Linked DNA regions of Lactuca sativa: region 1 is linked to region 2. Evidence: chromatin contacts called from public Hi-C data. All regions are on one chromosome and are shown on one strand. The core of a region is the stretch at or near the end of the contact, and the rest is flanking DNA. Distances in the headings are between cores, read along the strand shown.

The links. A called contact is a pair of places that touch in the nucleus more often than the background predicts.
Region 1: a Hi-C map of seed shows a contact between it and region 2, with 6 times the contacts expected there. The contact joins the promoter of LOC111896985 here to the promoter of LOC111896908 in region 2. A contact is called at or near these places in 4 of 4 Hi-C or Micro-C datasets (bud, leaf and seed).

Annotation. Positions count from the first base shown.
Region 1 is chr1:89,242,724-89,248,268 of Lsat_Salinas_v11, forward strand. LOC111896985 (kinesin-like protein KIN-12B) reads right to left here and starts at 3,621. Exons shown (of 15, transcript XM_023892961.3): 1 at 3,131-3,621; 2 at 2,893-3,027; 3 at 2,717-2,800; 4 at 2,506-2,631; 5 at 2,345-2,404; 6 at 2,126-2,272; 7 at 1,910-2,005; 8 at 1,697-1,839; 9 at 1,470-1,619; 10 at 1,266-1,395; 11 at 434-1,180; 12 at 240-338; 13 at 1-130. The coding sequence starts at 3,454.
Region 2 is chr1:88,661,835-88,667,706 of Lsat_Salinas_v11, forward strand. LOC111896908 (ras-related protein RABA5c) reads left to right here and starts at 3,201. Exons shown (of 2, transcript XM_023892876.3): 1 at 3,201-3,677; 2 at 3,987-4,483. The coding sequence starts at 3,344. The coding sequence ends at 4,306. It overlaps LOC111896907 (MACPF domain-containing protein At1g14780), which reads right to left and starts at 881. Exons shown (of 7, transcript XM_023892875.3): 1 at 390-881. The coding sequence starts at 647.

The DNA.
Region 1 (5,545 bases), core at 2,371-4,870, 580 kb after region 2:
CCAACTCATCATCTTTAAACTCTTCAGGAGACAAAATTCCATCCATCAAGCTCTCCAAACGAGCAATTTTATCTTCACGTATTTGCCCGATTATCAAATTGCATTCTCTTTCATGTTTATATTGTTGCAGCTGTTTTGCAGTATTATATTATAGATTATAGAAATGATTAAAAAGGTGAAAATATGTTTCTATTTTTTGCATTTAGAAAAAAAAAAAAAAAAGCAAATTACAAGCATACCAAACGATTAAGTTGATTAATTTCAGAATCTTGTTTTGTACAAAGCTCTTCTAATGCCATTTCTCTCCTTATAGCTCCAGTCAACACCTTTTCAACTGCCTGCATTATATATATAAAAATAGTTTCATTAATAAAAAATAAACAAAAAAACAAAATTTTATGTTTTGTAAACTTATATAATCAATCAATCATACTTTAGGAACCAACTGCTTGGATTTATCATCATCAACAGGAACCAATTGCAAGTTTCCATCTTCTTCTACTTGTTTAGAGCTTTTACAATTGCAATTTCTGCATAAAAACACTTTCTCTTCTTCTTCTTCTAACTTCTTTTCATTGAGAGTTTGGACACCAATGTCTTTTCTCACCAATTTTGGCTTACTATCTAAAGATTTATAACAAAACTTGAAAGACAATCTTTCATAAGCAGAAGTTTTTCGGTTTTTATCAATCACTTCAAGACCACGATGTAGACTCTTAGCCAAATTGTGATTCAATTTTTTTGCAAAATGGTTTTCAAGCTGATTTTCAAGATCCTTAAAAACCCTAGTTTCTTGTTCCTTTTGAGAAGCAGTTAACATTGTACAAGTTCTCAAACTTTTCCTACTACTGTTGTTTTCAGTTATTGGTGAAACACTTGGAGTTGGCGACTTCAGGACTGGGGGTATTTCAGTCAAAACACTTAAAGAATCTTGATTATCTTCAGTAGTAGATGGAACAATTGCCATTTTAACATCAGTAATATCCTCAGAAACTTTATCTTCTTCCATTTTAACAATTTCCATTTCTTCATCTCCATCATCATCTACACGAGGTAAAATCATTGGACAATTGAGGGTAAATTTCAAAAGATGCAAACTTCTTCGAGCATTCCACCCTGTTGAATACCCTCCACACGTGTCACCTTGGTTTCCTGTTGCCTTTACACGTACAAGTTCATCCTTTTATAAAAAAAATAAAAAAATCCCAAGTTAGTTTTTATTAATTCCTCCAACTTAATACAAAAAGGAGATAAAAAAAACATACCCTTAATTGACGTATCACTTCACGCAATGTATTCACGTTATCTTGCATTTGTTCATTAACAACTGCTTTGTTTTTTATAGCTTTTGCACGTTGAGCAAATCTTAATGTACTATATGTCTCACTTCTACAACTGAAATAAAAAAGGGTAGATTTGTCATTTTGTCATTTGTCTATTATAGCAAATCTTATAACAACTTTTCATACCTTTGTGCTGGAGAAATGGCACAAATCATAGCAAGTTTTGCATTTCCACCAAGAGATTCCTGCAACAAAAATGTCAATTTGGAATCTCTGTAAGGAATATGCCTTTGCTTTCCTGTTTGTGATACTTCAGCTAGAATGTTGATCAAGTTTCTGTCAATCCAACATCCATAAATATAAATACTTTTATATTTATGTAAATACATATTTTAGTTGAATGACAAATATACCCTAGCTGTGAAAGTGACCGGTTGATATTTCCAGCTTCTTTCAAACGATCTCCAGCTGCACCAGTTGACTTTTGTCTCTCTGATCCAGCAAGGTCAACAAGATTCATTCGACTTGTTTTCAAGCAGCTCAATCCATCCATGCTCTAAACAATGGGAATTTACAAATTACAATTATGCCCTTTCGCATTACAATTATTACAATCTTATTATTACCTTGCAGCGTGACTCAACAACACAAGTGAATACACTGTGTGAGCGGGAACTTTCTATATTTATACTTGTTGCTCCAGTCTTCCTATTTGACAAACCCTGCATAATTTTTATATTATCAACGAGATTTCTAGAAAATTATATGCTTTCTGAATGTGTTTGACTATTAGTCAAATGCAGAAGATACCATATAAAAGTGATAATTGACAAATCACACACCTTTTTGAGAAGTTCTGTCACATCTTTCATATTGCAAATAGAAGATTCGGTTAAATTTTCAACATAAACACCGGTTTTGGTATCTTCTCTTAAATGAAGGTTTTTTTGTGATGGATTCAGCAAATCAGTAACTTGTTCATTGTATATCTGAAAATAAAATGTTTTGGGATCAGTATGAAGTGAGAACAAACAATCATAAATGATCATATTGATTATTACCTCAAGAAAAGAGCAGCGACACTGATACATAAGTTGTTTGTCAGCATGTTTATCTTGTTCCTACAAGAAATAAGTAAATCATGAGATAAAGTTACATAATTGACCCTGCTTTTTCAAGGTAAGAAGGGGTTGGGACCCATAAAAAAGATGTGTAAAGTTACCTCATTTATGCGAGAAAATAGTCGTTCAAAAACTCTGGGTGTCAAGCCTTGTTCATCGCTAGATGAATTTTCTTCCAACAATGCATTGGTGGGTCCCCATATTGTGAAGGTCTTTCCACTACCAGTCTATGAAAATCAAATGTACAGTGATGAATTAAGACAAATAGGAGCGTTAAAAGCTTATTTCTATGAAGGAAACACGAAATGATACCTGTCCATATGCAAATATAGAACTGTTGAATCCAGCAAGACAATTCTCAACAAGAGGAGCTCCCACAAGCTGGAATATATCTATCTGAAAGAAAAAACCATTTGGCGAGAATATTAGTAAAAAATCTGAGTTTTTTATATAAAAGGAAACTAAATTAACAAGAACAATCCACTTGCCTGAGTTGCGGTTGTGTCTGCTACATGATCAAAAGTAAATTGTTGTCCAAGTATCGACAATGAATCACCAGAAGTCTTCTGAACAATCGTTTCTCCCTCTTCATTTTTACTCTGTGGTCGCACTCTTACAATAACCTAAAGAAAAACTTCAGATTCAGCTGACATTTTGTAAGGCTGCAAACTGTAAACATTTTCCAGCAAAAAAAAAAACACTGGATTAGGGTTTAAAAATGCATACCTTAACCCCTGTATCAGAAGATCCAGAGACACCATTTTCAGGTTGAAACTCAGTACCAAGCTTCCGCTTGAGAGGATTTGATGAAGGAGGTCTCGGTGGGAGCAGGGATTTCAATTTACTAGCAACTGAGGGAGAGGGTTTACCAGTGAAAGAAGGATTATGAGAGGAATCTGGAATGACGTTCGTATTGGAAGGCGGAGCATTTTCCTTGGAAGATTTCTGTTTTCGATTTGAAGATCTATTCTGCTTCATTGAACTAGGGTTTTGTGGTGGCATATCGAAAGAAGTCTCTCTCAATATCGGGCTTCTAGGTGGCTTCTTCATCTTCACAAACCCTAATCCAGTGTGTAGAGAAAAGGATTATCCTACAGAGTAGAGAGGGGGGACTGTAGAGAGAGAATGAGAAAATTAGCCGTTGGAGAGGGTTTTGAAAGAGGAAATAATTTGAAATCGAAATGGGGACGATGGAGTTTCCTCTAACGTTCTTCTGATGACTAAAAATTCAATTTTCACCCTTTAACTTAAAGCAAGTTGCAATTAATACCTTACATCTTTACAATTTAAGGGCGTTTATGGATGTGTTTTTCTTAACCTCGTAAAAACTCAAGATGTTATTTCTCAATAATCAAAAAAGTTCTTATATTATATTTTTATTTATTAAAATCATTTAATATTCTGATTTTGCCAAAATTAATATTACATAGCCATTTCATAGCAATAATTAATTTCATAACCATTTTATTGCAATGTATTTTAATTAAAACTAGGATACATCAATGTGTTTTTATTGAAAATATCTATTAAAACCAATTGAATGATCTCATATAAAACTTATTAATTTTTTTTTTAAAAAACCATAACATAAAATAGTTACGAAGCATTAATTTAATCAAACCTTAGAACATAAAATGGTTTTTAGAGATTTTTTCTTTTTTTTTCTAAAAATAATTATTGTGATGTTCAAACATTAAAAATTAATTCAAAGCATAATTATTCGCACAAAATGATTAACTATAATATATAATTACAAGAACGACCACAAATTATTTAAGAATTATTGTATATGGATATTGACACATGGACTATATGGATATTGACACATCGATCATGTAAAAGAAACACATATCATATAATAACCAATCATTTTTCAAAAATAACAAGTAATTTAAGAAGGTACTACTTGGTGACATATTTGGGGACATATAATAACCAATCATTTTTCAAAAAAAGTTTTGAAGATTTAATATAATTTTCGAAGGTAATACTTGGTGACATATTTTCGAAGGAGACATTTAATAACGGGAAATTGACATTGTAGCACAACTAAGTTTTGGTTTTTTCCCAGACTGGTCACTCAAGTTTTTTTTGGCGCAATTAATCCCTCAACTTTCAAATTATCCGTCAACTACGCCATTTTGACCAAGAATATTAGATGAACCGATTACTTTGCTTACGTGTTAATTAGAAAAACGAATAAAAAGAAAATTGTAGGTCACGATAGCAATTACACATATTTATCAACTTAAATGAGACGAGTTGAGTGTAATTGAGAGGGACTTAAGTTCAACTCGTAGTCTTCATTTTCATTAGCAATACTCCAAAACCTTCGACCAGAGTTGTGGTTTACAATTCCTCCACAGATCAAAGTGAAGTAGGAGGAAGAAGAAGTTATGTCAGCCTCGAACCCCAATGCGATATTTTCGTTAGTTGAACTGAACTTTAAGGGGGTGTTTATTCATCGTCCTTTATTTTACACTAACAGTATGAAATTCATCTTCACAGATCATGATTTTTCCGGTATGACACGCTCAAAATGTATTACTTTTCTCGAACGTTGCATGCAACTACATTGTAAGAAGTTATACTAAAATGAGCCAGGTGATCCCCTTTTGAGTGGCCTTATACCTATCTAGAATGAAATGGAATATGCAGGTTCCATCTTTGATGCATATGGAATTGATGGTCAAATATCCCTTTTATATGGACCATATTGATGATGGAATAGATGATATGTTTGAGTCAGAAGGAGGAGATGATGACCATGACTCTTACATTAGTGGTGGGGATGATGATATAGGTACCCTATGGATGTGATAGTGGATTTTAATGAGGAAATAATTATTATGAATAGGACATGTAATGATGAATTCTTGACTAACTTGTGTTCCCAAGAAGAGGGGGAGCAGGAGGATACCAACTATGATGTAGAAGATGAGGACGGAAGTGAACCCAGAAGTCAAGTTCATGTCATTTTTAATGAGTCAACATACTGGAAGAAACAAAATCTCATACTTGGTATGAGATTTAAAGATCCAGCTCAAGTAAAAACAATGTTGTGCAGCTATGTCGTAGCCAATGCGTACCAATTATGCTTTGTTAAAAAATGATAGGAAAAGTTTGTTGACACATTAAACA
Region 2 (5,872 bases), core at 1,951-4,450:
CCATAATCGACATTTGAAACAATTGATGAAAGTATAAGTCATTATAGTTGGTAAGAATGTATAAACATAATCATCATAGGTGCTTATTAACTCTGTAATGTTTTTTTTTTTTTCCATTATTAAAAGCACACCAGTGGTTCAATCGATTCCAATTCTAACTTGTTATAGGTTTTGACTTCATTTTCATAATTGAAATTGGAATTGATAATATTCAAGCTCAAAAGTCAAATCCATCTACACAGGCTTGCTTGCAGGGTTAACAAGCCATAGAAATGCTATTCACTCCATGTTTAACAGAGGATAATCGACCACAAATGTTGAATTCACGTGAAACGGATGAAGAATAGATTGATTATGCGAGAGAACAGTTGAAGAAAAAATTCTATCACCTGATTGAACTCCAAAACATCAGATTTAAATCGAACATGATCGCCTTTATCGCAATGAATATCCACAGAAACGCCAGAAATGGTGGCGCCGCCGCCAGGTAAAACGATGTCTCTCTTCCTCGACTCATCAAGCTGCACCAACCGCCCACCACCCGGACACGCCTTCGCAAACTTTAACCGGAAATCGCTAGCGAAATCAAACCCTAATCCTAATGAATCGAAAGCTCTCAACTCAATCGGCTTCTGAGAATAATCCATCAAATTACCAACTAATCACGAATCTCCAAGTCCAACCGCAGAAGAACTCTTGATTCTGATTTATAACTAAAACAGAAACCAAATCAAGATGAACCAATTGGATCAAATACCATAAACGCGTGAATTTAATACCAAGTTGAGACTTTGAAACTTCAGTAATCGGGTATAGAGTGTTGACTAGTAACCGATTCGACAGGTGAAGACACCAAAATTACCTCTAAATTTGGAGTCGTTTTGAATTATTGATGACAAGAAGGAAGCACAAATTGATTGAGTTGTCGAATCGGGTCGGATCGGGTCAGTAAAAGAATCGTTGACAATTCTTATATGCAGACAACAATTTTGACTGGATGTATTTAGTTTACCAACTCCAGCATGCTTTCTGACTTCTGACTTTTCGAAAAATTCTTACCAATCTTTTAGGTCTTAAACTTGATGTGAACGTTTGATTCTGAATTTTTTAAAATTAAAATCAAATTTAAATAATCAAGTATTATCCAAGGTCCGAATATTGAATCCTAACAAAACAATCCACTCATACCCGATAGTCAACTTTAATGTAAAACAGATAAATTACTTGTTAGCAAAGAGCTACCCAAGTGGAAGGTTAGTGCAAAAGGGAAAAGATATATCATTTTTATAATCTTTATGTCAATTTGCATCAATTCAACAACCGAAGTTCTTAATATATTTTCGTTATAATAAAAGCAAAATTCTTAACTTATTTATGGACTTATGGTCATATTAATTTCAATTTATATCGTATTTACCATTTTTTTATATAAATGAATATGTTGGAAGTTTAACTAGTACATAAATCATAGTTTCTCATTATAGCAAGAAAAAAAAAATTACAATGTAGTAATGTTTTTATCCGTCATCACTATTTGATCAAATATGCTCAACCAAGTGAGAATGAAGTTAATGATAAAGTCTGTTTGAACGTACTCCTAGACTATTTTGAAGATATTTTAGGAGATCTTTCATGAAACTTTGAAAAATCTTATTTGAATGATCTATTTCTTCGTGGGTCCGATTAATTATATTGTATCGCATTCATCGTAACAATCTATTTAAGCAAAAGTATGCATATTTTCACAATATTTTCAAATGTTCTAACTATTGTCGTGATAGTCCTTTAACAATAGTCAAACGAAATCTAAATACCTAAAATGACCATTTTGCACCCTTTCTCACGCCCTCTTATTATTCATTAACTAATTTTATTTTTGGAACATGTAGACATAAAAAACTTTTCATGGAACTAGCCCATTTTAGATCAATCTCAAGTCTCAACTACAGATAATATCCTTTGGTAAATTATGTGAATTTTTTAATGAATATTACTTCTGGTGCCTCTCGCTACAAGACAAAAAAAATTCAAGCACTCGTCATAACAATCTACATAGGCCCCATAAGCTTGTTAATGGATAGCCTTCATAAAGTTCATCTATAACATTAGGCTTGAACATAATTTTTTCGATTGGATTCATGGCGTTGTGTCACGCTACTTGATGTATCCGATCGATCATTTGGAAGGTAACATCATAAAGGAACCCAACTGACATTTTCACAACATCAAATATAAATGTTAGCTCACATAAATCATTATTGGATATTAGAATTACCAACAATATCTTATATGCTCTCGGATGTATTAAATTTTTTACATCAATCTTTGTCATGCAAATGATCCCAAAAATGTCGAAAACAACTCATCCCAATGAACTATTCGAAGGAGTCATTGAAGCTTATATCGTGGATCTACCATTTAAATGATTAATGAAAAACTTTATCTTTCATAGTAAGGAAAACAATTAGTATTATAACCCAATTGGTATTTATGTTGTGATAACACAAAATTGAGAGTTGCATAAAATGCTAATCATATGAGAAATACATAGATAACTAAATGTGGTAAAATGTATATGAGAATGTGAGGATTCTTGTTTAGGATTTCAATGGACAAGAGTGAGAAGGGATCCGATGGTATCTTGGTAGAGTCTAAGGCTTCTAATGGTAGATAACAATTGGGTTTTTAAGTTGTTTGGAAAACTATTTGTGTTTAATTTAATTTGAAACACTTTATTTGTTTAGTTTAGTATTATGTTTTATTCTCTGTGTTATTCTATGCTTCTTGATGAAGTAACATGACTTAATTTTCTATTCTCCTATTTACACGTTATCATTATAATAGCAAACTCATTGGTAATTCCAATTAGAATAAAATAGAAGAGGTATATAATAAAATATATATTTAAAAAAAAAAAAAAAAAAACACGACCACATCATTACCTCTCATACCTCATTCCAATTGGGATTATCTTTCATTGTTAGTGGTGTTTTTTTTTTAATATCTTTTATGTATAGCATTTTTATTGAAAAGTAACAAATATAGAACGAAATAGTGGTGAAAGATTGACTTCTTGTGAAATTAAAAATATTTTATTAAATATCATATGGAGGAAATTTGCATTTTCTTTTTTCTTTATAATTTTTTTGAGTAATTTGGCGGCCGAAAATGGGGTCCAATAATAAAAGCATCTCTGTCTCTGCAACTCTGCCAGCCTTTCTTCAACCGTTTCTTGCTGTCCACCCTCCCAAATCAGAATCACAACTACAAAATTACAAATTCAATCAAACAATTAAACCCCAAATCTTTCTTAATTTCACCAACAGATCACAACTCCACAAAAATGGACTCATCGGACGACGAAGGAGAGGAGTACTTGTTCAAAGTAGTCATCATCGGAGACTCAGCAGTCGGAAAATCAAACCTGCTATCTCGTTACGCTCGAAATGAGTTCAATATGCATTCCAAAGCTACAATCGGAGTCGAGTTTCAAACTCAGAGCATGGAAATCGACGGGAAGGAGGTCAAGGCTCAGATTTGGGACACCGCAGGCCAGGAACGCTTCCGTGCAGTCACCTCCGCTTACTACCGTGGTGCCGTTGGTGCCCTAATTGTTTACGATATTTCCCGGAGCACCACATTCGATAGCGTCTCCCGATGGCTCGAGGAGCTCAATAGTGAGTTTAATTTACTACGATCTGATCTCGTTTTGCTTTAGCTTAATTCGTTCATTATGTGCTTTGGATCAATTCATTTGAATCGTTTCTAGCTAGATCGAGATGCATACAAGTGTTTTGAAAATGTTTTTGACTGAATTTGAACACTTATGGACATGATCACATGAATCTGAGGTGATGTGATTTAATCCCATGTAGAAAAACTCTGATTGGATTCATAATTTGGGATCTTCCAGTTCAAATCCTGAATTTGTCATATCCAATTTCAAATTCCAATTCCTTTAACAGATTTCATTCCTTATAATGCAGCTCATTCAGAGACAACAGTGGCAAGAATGTTAGTGGGAAACAAATGCGATCTGAACAACATCAGAGCTGTGTCTGTTGAAGATGGCAAGAACCTTGCAGAAAAAAACGGATTGTTCTTCATGGAAACATCAGCACTCGATTCAACAAATGTGAAAACAGCTTTTGAAATGGTGATTCGTGAGATTTACAACAATGTTAGCAGAAAAGTTTTGAATTCAGATTCATATAAAGCCGAGTTATCTTTAAACAGGGTCACTCTTCCAAATGATGGTGATGCTGGATCTAAGCAAGATCAAACCAGATACTCTTGTTGTTCTTGATTTTTCGTATTCTTTTCTTGATTATTTTTCGAAATTAAATTTATTTTGTTGGATTTTATTACGTGAATGGTAAAATTTGCCATTTTTTTTTGTTTTTTTAACCATGTTGATTTGACAAACTGCATATATAATTATATATCTATTTATGTATCTACATTAATTTGAATTTTTTGTTCATCACATCCAAAAACTTAACTGAAAGCATTTTAATTGCTTGAGAATGTTTATTTATTCATTTTTAATAACAAAAAAGTGATAAATTTAGATTTTATTAATTATCTTCATCTGTTAATTAAAAGGTTAAACATCATTATTTGTTAATTAAAAAGTTAAAATCATTATTTGTTATATAAAAGGTTGGAAAACTATCTTTTAAATAATTGAAAATGTCGAAAAGACCAATATTCTAAATTAAACAACAATAACAATGGGTATACATAACATTAAATAAAAAAAATATTAAAATAAAACTAGATTAAGAAAAAAATTATATTACCTTGAAAACAATAATTATCATTTTAAAAACATCAAGAGTGAGAGCATGATAGAAATCTTAAGAGATGTCTCATTGGAGAAGTCAAAGAGTTGGTAATGTTCGACAAGGTTCTGTCCATGCTCAAAGACATGTATTATGTCATTGCAATTAGATATATTAAAGGTCGTGTGGTAGTCTCTTAATTTTTTTAATTAAGAGATTAAGAGCATATACTAGCCTCCTAATTTTTATCTCTCATTGTCATAGCCTCTTAATTTTTAAAAGAATGAGTCGTATCTAAATATATATAAAAAAAAAGAGCAGGTTTTGGATATACGCTAATTTTTCGAAAACTTTTTTTCCGCTTCTCTTTCTGTGCGTCCATTTTCCCTCCCACTCTGATCTCTTAAAAGATTAGATTTTAAAAATTATCATCTCTTAAAAATTCAGATCCTGTATGATTATATGTATTTTGGAGATACATGCCAAGCAAAAGAAATTTCTAACAGAAAATAAAATAAAAACTACTAGAGTACTTGGTTATATCGTGGCTTAGGGTATGTGATAGGGGTGTCAATTTATGACACGACACGACAAAAATACATAAGACGAAACGAAATCGAGACAAAATCAAAATTTGAATTTGTGTTTGTGTCAAGATTAAAAAACACGATGTCGTCTCGTGTTCGTGTTCATAAATCGACACGATTAAGCATGTGGTTGTCATGTTTTTCGAGTTTGTCGTTTTTGTCGTGTTATATAGCTTTAAGTATGAACGAAATACACTAATAGTTATGTAATATTATATTTGTCGTGTCGTGTTGTCGTGTTTTAATTTGTTCGTTTTTGTATTAATGAAAAAAAACACGACATCGTGTCGTGTCGTGTTCGTGTTATACAAAACCTTGTCGTGTTATACAAAACATTGTCGTGTCGTGTCATGTCAGACAAAAACACGACATAACTATCCGATTTGACAGCCCTAGTATGTGACAATGCAAATTGCAAAGACTTGGATTAAAATTATAGGAATGGCGTTTCGGTTGTAGTATCCTAATTTCTTTATGGTGATTAGAAGTTTGGAACATTTG